Regions from separate parts of the Mus musculus genome. Here region 1 is linked to region 2. Evidence: chromatin contacts called from public HiChIP or PLAC-seq data. All regions are on one chromosome and are shown on one strand. The core of a region is the stretch at or near the end of the contact, and the rest is flanking DNA. Distances in the headings are between cores, read along the strand shown. Region 1 holds the start of Vill (villin-like). Region 2 overlaps Ctdspl (CTD (carboxy-terminal domain, RNA polymerase II, polypeptide A) small phosphatase-like).

The links. HiChIP or PLAC-seq counts read pairs in DNA pulled down with a chosen protein or histone mark.
Region 1: an HNF4G HiChIP or PLAC-seq map of pancreatic cancer cells shows a contact between it and region 2. The contact joins the promoter of Vill here to the enhancer-like site in region 2. A contact is called at or near these places in 5 of 115 datasets of contacts at active chromatin or transcription factors (double positive thymocytes, embryonic stem cells, extraembryonic endoderm stem cells and 2 more) and 3 of 9 other capture datasets (adipose tissue, liver and pancreatic islet).

The regions. Positions count from the first base shown.
Region 1 is chr9:119,048,184-119,056,095 of GRCm38.p6, forward strand. It overlaps Vill (villin-like), which reads left to right and starts at 4,595. Exons shown (of 20, transcript NM_001164567.1): 1 at 4,595-4,645.
Region 2 is chr9:118,997,314-119,004,193 of GRCm38.p6, forward strand. All of the region lies in intron 1 of Ctdspl (CTD (carboxy-terminal domain, RNA polymerase II, polypeptide A) small phosphatase-like), which reads left to right. Among named protein-coding and RNA genes, the nearest start is that of Gm33645, 25 kb to the right of the region's middle. Within about 2 kb of position 5,113, at least 95 of the 459 cell types and tissues checked have an H3K27ac peak or open chromatin away from gene starts, as enhancers often do. A contact at or near this core is called in adipose tissue, extraembryonic endoderm stem cells, pancreatic cancer cells and 1 more, where this site is marked.

The DNA of each region.
Region 1 (7,912 bases), core at 3,345-5,844, 50 kb after region 2:
GAGCCTAAGAAATGACCCTAAGGTCATTCACCAGGGGCGCCAGAGTAGGGGCAGAGACCGACTGTGGAGAAAATGGCATGCCCTGCTTCCATATGGTACACATGCCTGCTTGCACACACAGACATATAGAGACACACGCATTCACACATATACACAGATACAGAGACACACACACACTGTGAGGCCACAGTGACTGCAGTACATCAGCCACCACCCTTAAAGACATAGCACCGATAAAGTCTCCCTCTCAACAGGTCCACGTTCCACCTGGGCATGGAGAAGGGTCCAGTCAACAGAGTTTCCAGTTGAGGACATGAAGCAGGAAGTAGCAAATGACTGCTTCCCTGTGGGCAGTGGTATTTCAGCGATGAGCCCTGGGGAGGCAGTACCTAGGGAAAGGACACCAGGAAGATAAGCGGCATGAGGAAACAGAGCAAACTGAGCTGGGTGCCTTCAAGCTATGGAAAGGACGCACAGCTAGAAATGTGAGCAATGGAAGGCATGGCTAGATATGCAACTGAAGGGTGTGGCCAGATATACAGCGGGAGGGCGTGGCCAGATGTAATGTGGGCCTCACTGTAGGTCTAGCAGCACATACTTGGGGATAAATGAGAGAGAGAGAGAGAGAGAGAGTGAGAGAGAGAGGGAGAGAGGGAGAGAGAGAGAGAGACCTCCCTGAAGCTGGTCAAAATAGGACAGAAAGTGATGATGGAGGGGGCGGGGGGGTTGCTTATGAGTATATAGAGATATAGAGATTTACTTCCAGTTTTATTCTCTAAGTATGCATGTGTGTCCCCGTGTTTGTATGTGTATATGTGTGTGTGGTGTGTGTGAGAGTGTATGTGTGCCTGTGCCTGTGTTTGTGTAACTATGTATGTGTGTATATGTGTATGTGGTTTGAGTGTATGTCTTGAGTGTCTGTGCCTGAGTGTGATGTGTGTCTGAGTGTGTGTGAGTATGTGTTATTTTATGAGTGTGTGTGTTGAGTCTGTGTGTTTGTATGAGTGAGTGTATGTCTATGTGTATGGATGTGTTTGTGTGGGAGTGTGTGTGTATGTATGCGGCCTGTGTATGTGTGTGCATGTGTGCATGTGTGTTTGTGTATCTGTGTCTGTTTGTCAGGAGTTGGGGGCAGGGGTGTTGACATGTTCACAGGTGCAGTTGCCCTTTCGGAGGCCAGAGGCTGACATCCAGATGGCTTCCTCAGTGGTGTCTCCAGGTTACTTTTTGAGGCGGTATCCCTCACTGAACCTAGACCTCACCTAGTGAGCCCTTAGGTTCCTGTCTCCTCCCCGCCCCATTCCACCCCGGCCTCAGTGCTGGGCTAAGGTGTGAGCTACCACACTCAGCTTACACAAGTCCTCATGCATGTACAGTGAGTGCTCTACCTGCTGGGCCATCCTGTCAGCCCCATCAAGTTCTTATTTGCAAGCTGGGGAGGTGGAGATGTGTGTGGATGTTGCTGACAGTGTCCCTGTGCCACAGAGTTGTACACTTAAAGATGTAGGGTGATGCACACTTTTAGTCCCAGCAAGCAGGAGGCAGAGGTTGTGGGATCTCTGTGAGTGGGAGGCCAGCCTAGTCAACACAGTAAGACTCTGTCTCAAAAAGCAAAACAACGAAAAACTGTCAGGGTAAATATTTTTGTTTTGTTTTGTTTTCTGAAAGTGGAGCCCACTCTGTAGCCCACACTGGCTGGACCTTGCAATCTTCCTGCCTCTACCTCGAGGTGCTGTGATTGTAGGTAGGCGCCTCTATGCCTAGCCCTAGGATGGTTTTTAGTTTTAATTAATAAAAATAATAAGAATTTTCTACAAAGCAAGTTCCAGTTTTGGTTTGGATTTTTTTTGTTTGTTTGTTCTGTTTTGTTTTGTTTTTTCCCAAGATGGAGTTGGTTTGTTCTGTTTTGTTTTGTTTTTCCCCAAGATGGAGTTGGTTTGTTCTGTTTTGTTTTGTTTTTCCCCAAGATATAGCCCTGGCTGTCCTAGAACTCACTTTGTCGTCCAGGCTGGCCTCAAACTCACAGAGATTCACCTACCTCTGCCTCCTGGTTGCTAGGATTAAAGGTGTGCTACACCACTGCCTGGCTTATTACTTTAATGTGATATATGCACTTTAAGATTCCAAACAAGGACACAATGTATTTTGATGATGGTCGGCCCCTGCTCATCTGCCTAACTCCTTTCCAGCCCACCGCCACACCCACGGGATCCAGGAGAGCGACAGACTTGAAGTATTCAGTTGTCTCTCTCTATCTGCAGGTTCCACAGCCGTGGATTTGATTAACTTCAATAAAGCCACTGGAGAGAAAGTTATGATTACTAAACTTGGTTAGACTGCTTTCCTTGTCTGTCCCCTGGGTGTGACAACTGTGTACAGCATTACTCTGTCTTCAGTAAGTGGCCTAGATATGACTGAGAATGTAGGGAAGGCTGAGGGAGCCATGTGTAAGCACTAGCTCATCATCTTGTGTGACGGGCTTAAGCAGCCTTCCATTCTTATATCCGTGGGGGAACAGAATTAGTCTTCTTACAGATATCAAGGCATGGCCGTATCTTACCATGAGTTGTAAAACTATGAGTGGGGCCCTGGAGGAGGAAATGCTAGCACACTCCTATAATCACAGCATTCTGAAGCTGAAGCAGGAGGATTGCCACAAGTATGAGGCTAACCTGGGCTACATATAGAGAGACCTTGTCTCAAAGGAAAAAAGGAGGGCGGGAGGGAGGGGGAAGGAGGGAGAGAGCGGGGAGGAGGGAGAGAGGGAGGGGAACGAACCAGGCCTGAAGGTAAACTGTGATCACAGTATTGGAGGAGGATAATCATTAAGTAGTTTGTGGTCATCCTCAGCTGTTCAAGGAGTTCATAACTTGAGTTAAATCCACTGGGACCTACATAGTGGAAGGAGGAAACCAGCCCACAAGTGACCCTCTGGCCTCCATACTCCACATGGCCTCCATACTCCACACACCCCATGACTTCTGTGAAAGTTCTCTCTCTCTCTCTCTCTCTCTCTCTCTCTCTCTCTCTCTCACACACACACACACACACACACACACACACACACACACACAGAATAATAAATAAATAAATCCAAGAACAACAAAAATGTAATCCAAGTCCCTCTGGCGGCTGTGAGAAGGAAGATGCAGGACCAGGGAGGCCAAGACAGAGGGTGACTCATGCCACCAACTGGCTGAAGCTGGCTCCCAGAGCAGGGCAGTATGCAGGAAGCAATGTGACTACCCAGTCCAGGGAGAAGACCATGTTTAGGTGGGGGGTCGGGGGATGAGAGAGGGGAAGAGGCTGGGAAACCAGGGGTCTTTCACCCTTGGGCCTGGAACTTGCAAGTAAAGTGGACAATGGAGAGGGACTGAGGTCTGGGCTGTGTACACGCTGACCCTTAGAGACCCCAGAAGAGACAGATGGAGAGAGAAGAAGGGGAAGGTGTTACCGGAACCAGCCAACACTGGCCACACAGAAGTGAGAGTCCAGCAGATTGGGAAAGGGGAAAGGGGATGGTGACACGGGACATGGGGACAGGGGACAGGTGACTGAGAGCACAGAGGAAGCCCAACACTCTCTACTGTGAGCCAGACACAGGACTAGCCAAGTTCCTCGTGACACAGGCTTCCTTTACACACAGCTAACCCACAACCGTGTCTCTTGCATATGTCCATCTGTCTATCCCAACCCTCAGGAGGCTGAGGCAGGAGGACTGTGAGTTTCAGGACAGCTTGGGCTATACAGTATGACACTGTCTGACCAAAACAAAGCAAAATAAAACACATACACACACTGACCACTGGGCACAGGCTGGCCCAGAGTTTCTGGAGTGTCTAGTCCTGAGCCATGAGACTTTGTAAGTGAAGAATCCGCTGCAGAGAGAGGTCTTGCATACTGTCTGCAGGCAGGATCTAGTGGGGTTGAAGGGAAGGCATGTGCTGGCTGACGCTGGCTGTGACTGAGATCTGTGCTGTGACAGGCAGGAGGTAAAGGAAAGTTGTGTCCCAGGCATTTCTGGAAGGTTCTATTTCCAGCGTCCTCCTATCCCACAATCAGGAGTAACAGAGGGGCAGCCAGGGTGTGGAAGGGATCTCCTTGCTGTAGACTCCACCGGCCTCTCCCACGATGGATATCAGGCTCCCTGGGGACCTCTGTGCTGGGCAGCCAGCCCGAGATGGGAGGTCGGGGTCAGAAATTCTGGGAGGCAGCCCCGGGCGTTTCCTCCACCTCCTAAAATGACCTTCATATCACTTGACTCACTATGGTGGTCTGAACCTCTAGATCCAAAAGGAGCCCAACCCGCGGGGGTAGGGGGGCGGTTGCCCACTTGAGCTCCCCAATGAGAAATCGGTGTATTCCACAGTCCACCTCAGCCTTGATCAGGCCTCCACCCCTAGCCTTCTCTGCCCACTGGTACCGAAGAAGTAATCTACCAGGCCACGGGAAGGGGGCTGGCTCCCAGACGGCTTGGTCAATATTTATTGACTGACTAACTCTGAATGCCCTCCCTGTCCATGCTGCACAGAGCACGGGGTGTGTCCTGCAAGGCGGGAGCTGGGATTGAGTTACAGTTCGGAGGGAGGGGCCTAGTGTTGCCCACAGGCTGAGTGAAGGAAGGTGCAGAGGCAGTTCCCAGAAGGTAGGCCTGGACTGGGGTGGGGGTGGGGGACCCGGTAGAGGGGTTGCTGGGAACGCAGAGGGAAGGCATGGCGTTCTAGGGCTCGGGGATCATACAGCGGCTGAAGGCTGGTAGGATTGAGGGCAGCCCCACGGTGAGAACGCTTGGCTATCTGCGCGTGGGTGGAGGAGGACCACTGTGGCAAGCCAGCGTGAGAGGAAGAAGCGGCGGGTTTTGCGTGGGTGGGCTCTCTGTCACCCCCCAGAGTCAGTTCGCCTGACTCACGACCCTCCAGCAGGCTATGCCCTCCCTTCCTGGAAGTTAAGCAAAGGAATCTCGAGGTCTACCCTCAAGTACACCTTGTTCAGGAGGAGGGGTCGGCTGGAAGGGAGAAGGGTCACCTGAAGGAAGGCGACAAACGACAAGACAAGCGGCCTGGCCGCCAAGGAGACTGGGACCCCCTCCCCCCCACACACACACACACAGTGGGTTAGAGCCCCTGCGGAGAGGGGCAGAGAGAAAGCCAGTGTCGGAGAGAAAGGAACTTCACCCTGGGAAATGAGAGGGCTTCTAGGAGGGCAGGGGGTGGGGGAGATGGGGTCCCCATGGGGGATGTACTGGTAAAAGGGGACACACATGGGCTGGGGCTCTCGTGAGCCACGGGTGACTCCGTGGGAAGAGAAGAAACCTCTAGCGGGAGGGGAGGGAACACAAAGTGTAAGAGGAGTAAAGACACCCCGTGCTTTAAAGTTCTCTTGCCTCCTCTAGCAAGAGGGATGGGGGCTCAGCTCCAGTCTGACTCTCCAGGCTGTGGGTTTTGGGGCTCCTTCCCAGCCACCCCTGGGCCACTGCTGCCCCTCTCTGAGAAGCCAGGTTAGACACTGCTTCCAGCTGCCAATATGCCCTCCTCTTCTCTGTGGCCCCGAAGTTGGACGGTGTCCTTCCCACTCCACTGTGGCCCTTAGAGCTACCTGGCCACTACCTTCTGGCTCTGTGCCTCGGGTCTCTGTCTGTCTGGGTCCCTAATCATTTTCCTGTAGCTGGTTTGATGTATAGACTCTGTCCTTGCTGAAGGGTCCTGTTGCAAGTCACTATACCCACCATGGTGTGCCATGTTCTCCGTTGCTGGAAAGGACCATTGTGTGACCACTGTGCCCATCCATCATATATGTCATTGTCACACAATGACCTCAACTAGAGGTGCTGCTGGCACGCCTGGTGACTCCCTTGGTCAATCAACAACTATCTATGGACTCCTTCTGTTCCATGTCGGGAGAGCCATGCTAACAGCACACAGGCTCTCCCATGACATGCCCAGCCCACAGCCTCCTCTGCTGTGACTCAGTGTGGACAGTCCCCCGGCCACACCCTCTTTCCAGGCCACCTTGTCCTGAGCCTAGCCCTCAGGGGCCCTAAACAAAGGAGTAAAGAATTCAGGCACCTGTGGCTCTGTAACTCTTACCTCGCCAAGTCCTCTCACGGTCACATGGGGCAGCGGGTCTGAGGGTGTTCTTGCTATGGTAGAGCAGAGCTGGATGTTCAAATTAAGAGAAAGGAAGTCAGTCACTGCTGCACCAGGGCCACCCACTCAGGAGACTCAGAACCCAGTGACTGTGTCTGCTTAGCGAGCTGCCAGGACTTCAGTTAGATGTGGGAAGTTGCATTGAGGAAAAACAAAATACTTCAACTACACACCCATCCAACTCGTGGCTGCTTGCGGTTTCCAAAGGGCTGGACAGTGAAGAGATAACAGATAGTGATAACAGAATGAACCCCGTCCCATCCCCGTGGCTCCCTGCACCCCATCCCTACAGTCCCCCTGCACCCTGACCCCACAGCCCCCTGTACCCCACCCCTACAACCCCCCTGCACCCTGACCCCACACCCCCTGCACCCCATCCCCACACTCAGATTTTCAGAGCAAGGAATTTGCAGAGCCTGTGTATAGAGTTCAGCCATCTTTCAAGGCTGGATCAGGAAGGCCTATGATTCATTGACCCAACCTTCTCAGGTCACCTGAGTCTGTCGCCTGCTGCAGAATCCGTCACAGTCCTATGCAGTCTCTGTCCTGAGTTGACAGAGCTTTTGTCTTGTTTGTAGCACCCGTGGAGCAGGTTCCAGTTTTCAATCTAGATCTCTCAACAGTGCCCCTGCCCCCACTGCCCACTGTATGAGATTTGCTTTTATTCCAGGTGCTGACGCGCTAGCACAGCCTGTCCTGGCTGCAGAGCAGACAGCACCCCTGTCTAGGCGTCTGCAAAGCTTTGTCTGCTTATGGTGCCTGTCCCTGTCTAGGGACAATGGTCCCCTCCATGCTAATGTCATCAGAACTTTGTGGGTCAGATCCTAGATCCTAATCGCTGACAGGCCTGCAGGCTGCACTTAGTCAACCATGCTCACTACATAGACACCTAAGCTCACCACACTAACTATAGACACTCAAACTCAACAGACTAACTATAGACATTCAAGCTCAACAGACTAACTATAGACAACCATGCTCACTACACTAACCATAGACAACCATGCTCACTACACTAACCATAGACACCTAAGCTCACCACACTAACCATAGACACCCAAGCTCACCACACTAACTATAGACATTCAAACTCAACAGACTAACTATAGACATTCAAGCTCAACAGACTAACCATAGACAACCATGCTCACTACACTAACCATAGACACCTAAGCTCACCACACTAACCACGGACACCCACGCTCACCACACTAACTAACCAAGCACACAATAATGAAAAGCATAAAAAGGAAATGTGACTGATGTGGCCACACTGAGAAAAGAAACAAATAGTGCAGTGAGCCCCACCCTGAGTCCTGCTGCGAGGTTGAGAGTTAAAAGGAGGACTCAGGTTTGCATAACTGAGCAGCCCTGCTCAAAGCGTGGTCCTGCCCATCACTGACCCAGGCGGTCCTGCAAGGTGGCCTCACCTTGTCAGACCTGTGTGAAAGCTCTCTTTGGGAGACAGACTCTTCCTCCAGCCATTTCCAGGGCTTCAGCCTTCCCTTCCCTCCAGAATGAAATTCCTGAGGACGCGCCAACTGGGAGGGGATAGCCATCATAGGGTGGGACACAAAGCGCCTCTCTGGAATACCTCCCCTCATTGCAGGATGGTTATGACCGGATCGCAGAACCTCCCCCGCTTTGCACAGCCTATGTGAATTTACCTGGGTACCTGGGTAGCCAGTCTTTCAGTTTGTCCCAATGGAGAGTTTCTCATTGGAAGGAGGTTGTGTTTATCTGGGAACATCCACGTGTCTCTGTAG
Region 2 (6,880 bases), core at 3,863-6,362:
TTCAGTTGTGTCAGTCTTAGCTTTTCTCAGGCCCTCTGATGTGGGAAACTTATGTAACTGCTATATGTCTTTCTACTGAATTTAAGGAACAGATGTGCGTGTGCGCGCCTCTGTGTGTGTGTGTGTGTGTGTGTGTGTGTATGTGTGTGTGTGAGTGCGTATGGGGGGCATGCACATGAGTGTGTAGGGGGGCATGCACGTGAGTATACAGATGTGCATGCCTATACAAAGGCATACAGAGACCAAATGTAGAAAGACATTGGCTCTCTTCTTCTCCTCATCCTCCCTCCCTCTCTCCCTCCCCCTCCCTTCCACTCCCTCCCTCCCTCCCTCTCTCCCTTCCCCCACATCTCACTGATTTGGCCCAGGCTCACTAGCCAGTAAGCCCCAGGTTCCACACATCTAAGTGCTGGCGTTACTAAGGGTCTCCGCCAGTCCCAGCTTTTTATAGGGGTGCTGGGAATTCAGGTCTGACACTCGTACAATAAGCCTTCTCCCCAGCCCCTTGATCACATGATGCCATCTCTCTCCTGTGACAGCTCTTAGGTCTGTGCTGTCAGATCCCCGCTGGTTTGGCCCTGATTGCATGGGACATATCCTCCCATCCTTTGGCTCTGAGCTGGAGTGAACCCTTCTAGGGATTCCGAGAGAGTCTCTTGCCATTGGATCTTGATTTTTCCTTCTGAGTTCAGCCACTTTGTATATTGTGATTGGAGTTTAACCTGTATGTGCTTAAAATGATTATTGGCAGAAAGATAATTATTATCATTTTCTTGTTTTCTACTTTACATACGCTCATTTGTTCCTCTTTCTGTCTTTGCATCTGTCTCATTGGTCATTTTGTGTGGTGGCATGCTTCGAGTCCTTTCTGTTTCTTTAGTTTCTCTCCTATAAGTATTGTTTGTGGTTACACAGAACATAACCCGGTTATCATTTGGTTTCTTTTAGACCAGTAGACGGAGCCATGCAACCTTGGCATAGTCTTAGGCATAATGCAACAAATTGATTTTTAAAGAAACTTTACTTGAAACTTCGTTTATAACTTCAAATATAATTAACTAGAATCGGTGGATATAAATTTTATGAATTGAAGGCAACTAATCCCCAGTGCTATTTTGTTTTAGAATTTGGTAAGTAACTCTGACATTTGTCTGGAAGTATAAAAGTTTAGGCCGGCCAAGACATTTTCAAATAAAAATTTAAAGGGGGGACTATGCTATTAAATGTAAGACAATAAATCTGTTCTCACAAGGCCGTGTTCTTACTGGCACATGGAGGGGAATAGATTAGGCTAGACTGCAGGACAGAACAACAGGCTGAAGGATGGATTGTTCAATAACTAATGGGAGATTGGGTTAGTCTTTAAGAGAAAATGGCTCCTCGGTGTATCCTGAAAAACAGGGGAAACCAAAGACAAAGAAATGTTCACTTTAAAAACATACTAGCCGGGCATGGTGGCACACACCTTTAATTCCAGCACTTGGGAGGCAGAGGCAGGCGGATTTCTGAGTTCAAGGCCAGCCTGGTCTACAAAGTGAGTTCCAGGACAGCCAGGGCTACACAGAGAAACCCTGTCTCGGGGAAAAAACAAAAAAACAAAAACAAAACATACTAGCAGAGCAAAGTGCAGTATCACACACCTCTGATCCCAGCACTCAGGAAACAGAGGTGGGCAGATCTCTGTGAGCTCAAAGAATCCATACATACACACATATGCATACATATGCATACATATATATGAATGATACTACACATATACACACATATACATACATACATCTCGGGGTTGAAAAGAACTGTGTGTGTGTGTGTGTGTGTGTGTGTGAATGATACTATAATGATACTATAGACACATATATACATACATAAACATCTTGGAGTAGAAAAGAACCATTTCTGAAAGATTGTTGTATTTGTAGCTAGGAACATGTTCGTTGAAAAAAGTGGTAACTACTTACATGTAAGACCCTGGGTTTGATCCCCAGCACCTCAGAAAAGAAGGGAGGGAGGGAGGGAGGGGTGAAGGGAGGAAGGAAGGAAGGGAGGGAGGGAGGGAGGGAGGGAGGGAGGGAGGGAAAGCTATTAGAGTTGACTCTCTGAAAACTTAAAAATTCTGCCTATCCATCTCTATACACCCTCAGATTTTAGAAGGTCTAAATCAGGTGCTGTTTCCAGCACACAGCACAGTCAGCATGACAGAGGAACCTGTGATACTAACATCGTATCATCCCTAACCTAACTAAGGAAAATGCATATAAAAACCAGACTCCCTCAAAGTGTAGGTTCCCCCTCCCAACTCCCATGATTCTCAAAAGAAATAGAAACACCCAAAAAAACACACAGGCATCTATACAGCTTGGAGGACACCCAAAAGGGTGCAAATTGAACTCAGCAAGCTACACTTGGCACCTCTCAGACTGGCAGAAGCTGTGTGCTCTGCACGCACGACAGCGTTGGGGCTCCTGTTGGCCCAGCAGAGTGGACACCAGCGTGCACATTGCTCACTGTCCCATTGGCAGCTTACCCACAAGCACCAAGGACAACCCTCTACACTGTTTTCTCCTTTCAAGATGGGTTCTGAGCATCAAACCCAGGTCTTCAGGCTCATGGGCAAAAGCTCTTACCCACTGAGCCATCTCTCCAGCCCATATGTACACAGAAAGTACACAGAGATAATGTACACATTACGCCCACATAAAGGCTGTGTGCCGAATAGTGTTCACAATACTATATCGGCATTCTTAACACTTTCATGAACATGCAATGCGCAATTGTTACTTTAATACATGATACAAAACCCTACAATACCATGAACAATGAACCTTCCCCCTGCCCCCCCCCCAGTCCCTGTCAGCTCTTTATCAAACCTTCCAGGGGTACTCTCGGCACATAGAACATGAACATGTGTGTGTGTGTGTGTGTGTGTGTGTGTGTGTGTGTGTGTGTGTGTGTGCTTTATTTTAGTTTTGGGACTTAGTAGTTTATGAGAGGGGGCTGGAGAGATGGCTCCGTGGGTACTGTTTGATCTAGCTCTCCCCTGACAGACTGCAGGAGCACTTCCTTATTCGTGTTGTGGTTACTTCCAGTCTTCTGCTCATTGACCCAGTCATTAACATCCGGGAATGGCCCTTGTAGTCTCGGGTGTTTGAACACTTGTTTGGGGAGGGTTAGAGGAAACAGCCTTGCTGAAGAAATATTACTGTTGGGGACCTGGGGTGGGGCTCACAGCTAAACTCCTCATGACACTTAATCTCACTCTCTTTGCCTCGTGTGTGGTTGGAAGATGTGAACTGTTAGCTTCCTGCTCCACATGCCATGTCTTTGCTCCTCTGAAACTGAAGCCCAAATAAACACTCCCTTCCTTCAGTTGCCTTGGTCTGGCCATTTTGTCGCAGCCATGAAAATAACTAATCCGGTGGCTACTCGGGCAGGCCTGTGATACACCAGCATTTCTAGGCCCAGGAATGTGAACATGACTGGTAAGGTCCCCACAGCCCACCTTCCAGAGTTTATCCAGCCCATACTGCTGATGTAGGCAGGGCTGTAACAGGCCTGAGATGCTTGTCTGTGCTAGCCACACATCCCATGGAGAAGACTCGATCTGTGCACACAGTGCTTTCTGCAGCAGCCATTGTTATGACGAACTGCAACAGCAGCAGCCACTCCGTCCGACCTCCACATTGCTTGCGGTTTTTCCGGCTCTCGCTTTGTTCCCATTGCCACGGTAAAACACCCTGACGGAAAGCAACTTAAGGGAGCAAGGGCTTATGCTAGCTCACAGTGCCAGTTTTAGTCCATCACAGCAAAGAGGTGCAGGAAGTCAGAGCCGGTCACGTGCACAGTCCAGAGGAGAGAGAATGAGGCATGCGTGCTTGTGGCTCAGCCAGCTTGCTCTCCTCTTAAATGGTTCAGGGCCACCAGAGACCAGAGGGACACCAGAGAGTGGTGTTCCTCGATTTCAGGCCGGGTTGTCCCATACCCATTAAGGCAATCAAGACAACTCTGCCCCCCAGACATGCCCACAGGCCAGCCTGGCCAGACAGTCCTTCAGTGAGACTCTCTTCCCAACCATCTTGTGTCAAGTTGACAGTTAAACTAATTATCACAAACGCCTCCTCGAGTGTGATGCGTTCCTGTTCTGCCTTTCAAACAGGTTGATGCCAGTTACGCAGTGGGCAGTGTCTGGGCGAGGCCGGTACCTCCCAAGCTTCACACTCCTCCTCTGGATAGCGCCGTTTTGTTCCGTTGATAAGCACAAAAGTGGGACTTATTTTTTTAACACCATTTATTTGATTACTGTTAAATTGTAACCTGTGTTTCTCTTGTGTGCTTCAATCCTTTGCATTGTTAGTTATTATGGCTCCTGTGCTGTGATGGCTCAGACCTCAGATCCCAGCCTCACACAAACCCACAAACCTGGCTTGTTTAACTAGTCCCTGGTCACGGAGAACCCAGAAAAGTGCTGAGACAAGGAAGAGCGGGGGCTCATAGGCATCGTCACTGAGAGGCTGCGCCTCAGTACAGATAGTAAGGATTCAGTTCTGGCCACTGTGTGCCCTCCTGGCTCCAACTGTGTCTCACGGGTGACTCTAAAGTGAACTGTGAGAGCTCAGATGCAGCTAGTGTCCCTGGAAATAAGACCCAGCATGCAGGGAGTGCGCTAGGCAAAGACGGGGAGAGTGCCAGGAATCCTGGTGTCTGGGAGTCTGGGAGGCTCTGGTTCCTCATGGGGAAATGGGTCTGTTATGATTGTGCCACACGCCTTGAAGAGCAGAGATGACTTTTATAAAGGACCTCAAATAAACGCACCCCACAAGTGTTAAGTCAGGACAGAAAAAAACACAGCTGTCACCTGAGAAGAAAGTGGTCCCCTCACTGCTGAGGACCCGTTGCCAGCATTGGTGTTCCCGTAGGTGGCTCCTTCACACTGTCCCATGGAATTCCCTGGGGAATTTTATCTCCTGGAAATAAAATAGAGGCTGATCGGTGATCTCCGACTCTTCTCTAGACCAAATCTTTTGAACTCCGTGGTCTGCAGCCCGGCCTCTCTCCACTCCCATGTTACACCAACAGAGGGGAAGTTGCGTTTGTTGACTGCTGTTTCAGGGATGGGAAAGGAATGTAATGTATGTGTACACTGCCCAGAATTTCCTGTCAGACGCCCATTCCAGACCGCGGCCTGGGAGGCGGTCCAGAGATAGGAGCCCGTTCTAGGAGGGAAGAAATGGTGCATTCATTTCTGTGTGGGCCTCCCTCCGGAAAGGGCTCGCCTCACCCTCCGTTCTAGAGGGCGCTTGGCTTTCTCCAGTGTGATGTCGTTGTGAGTTCAGCAGTAGTACGGTCGTCTCTTTAGGGCAGTAGTTAATGTGCTCTGCTCTGGCGGTCCTGTGAGTGAAGCCACAGCCCTAACTTAAGGCACGGTTGATGTTTCATGCCGAAGCTGTAACTGTATGAGCATCCACAGGAATGCTGGGCACGGAGCTTATTGATCTAGATCTGCTATGGATCGCTGTTGTGCATGTGGTGGTGGTGGTGGTGGTGGTGGTGGTGGTGGTGGTGGTGGTGATGGTGGTGATGGTGGTGGTGATGGTGGTGATGGTGGTGGTGATGGTGGTGATGGTGGTGGTGGTGGTGGTGATGGTGGTGGTGGTGGTATGCAGGTACATCTGCCTCCCTTAGGGAGAATGTTGGGCATCCTGCTCATTCCCCAGAGACAGGGTCTGAACCTGGAGCTTAGTTAGCAGCAGCAAGCCTCAGCAAGCATCCTGTCTCCATCCCTCATGGGGCTGGGGTTACCGTTGCTTTTGAAATGGGTGCTAGGCATGTAAGCTCCCATGCTTGCCCAGTGATTGCTCCCACCCACTGAGCCAGCCCCCACCCCCACACGGATTACTTAGGTTTGATAAGTCGACTCATTGGAGTTCTAAGCCATCCTGTGAGAAAGGATGGATATTGGAAGTGCTCCGCTGTGAGGGCACAGAGACGTTTGTCAAGATGACCCCGAAGCTCCTTGCTAAATGCACGGACAGACCTAGGGACGTCTGTAGTCGGCTTAACCGAAGGTGCCTGGGTAGTAATGTGTGACTTTCCTCTGGACTGTGCTGTCCCGGGGAATCCAGCCCCATGCCAGAGAGAGGCAAGCCTCACGTCATGGGAACTAAAGGCAGACCTTAGTGTTTGCTGCTGCGAAGATGTCCTTCATGGAGAGGAACTTAACATGGAGGTGCTTACATCAAGCAGCGAAGTCAGATGCTGCTGTTTGTCCCAAACTCCTTACTTGTAATTAAATTTGTTCTTGGACCCCCTTTGCCCCACACCCCTGTTCTCCCCACAAGCCTCTCATGTTCATGTCTGTTCATCTGGCTCTGTGACTCACTGAGCCAAGCCAGTGTCCCCTGTGTGACCGTGGGTTTGGAGATGTTCATCGGGACCTGGTGAGGTCACATCTGAAGACAGTGAATCCCCCCCTCCCAGGATCTATCAGTCACCAGCCATTCTGCGGTTACACCCCCTGAACTGTCCCTCAGCAGTGCAGAGGTGCGGCAGCTAAGACATGTGAGTCAGATCGGAGGGGAGGAAGGAACAAAGCCATGTGGTAGCCACGCAGGGTGGCGACCACGCAAAGCCTGCGTGCGTGCAGACCCCAAAGGTCCTGAAGCCAGGGTGGGCGGTCCCGAAACTTCTCAGCCTGATCCTGTCTACAGAAAATGGAAGGCCTGTGGTTATGTGGCATGTGGCCGGTCTGGGGACATTTCAACATTTCTGGAAACTGTAAGGACACCAGAGGATCAGGAAACATAAAACACTGGCTGAAATTGCCCTCGCCCTGTGTAGACGCCACTCCACTGTAGCCTCCCCCGCTGGCATAAACTCAGCCAAG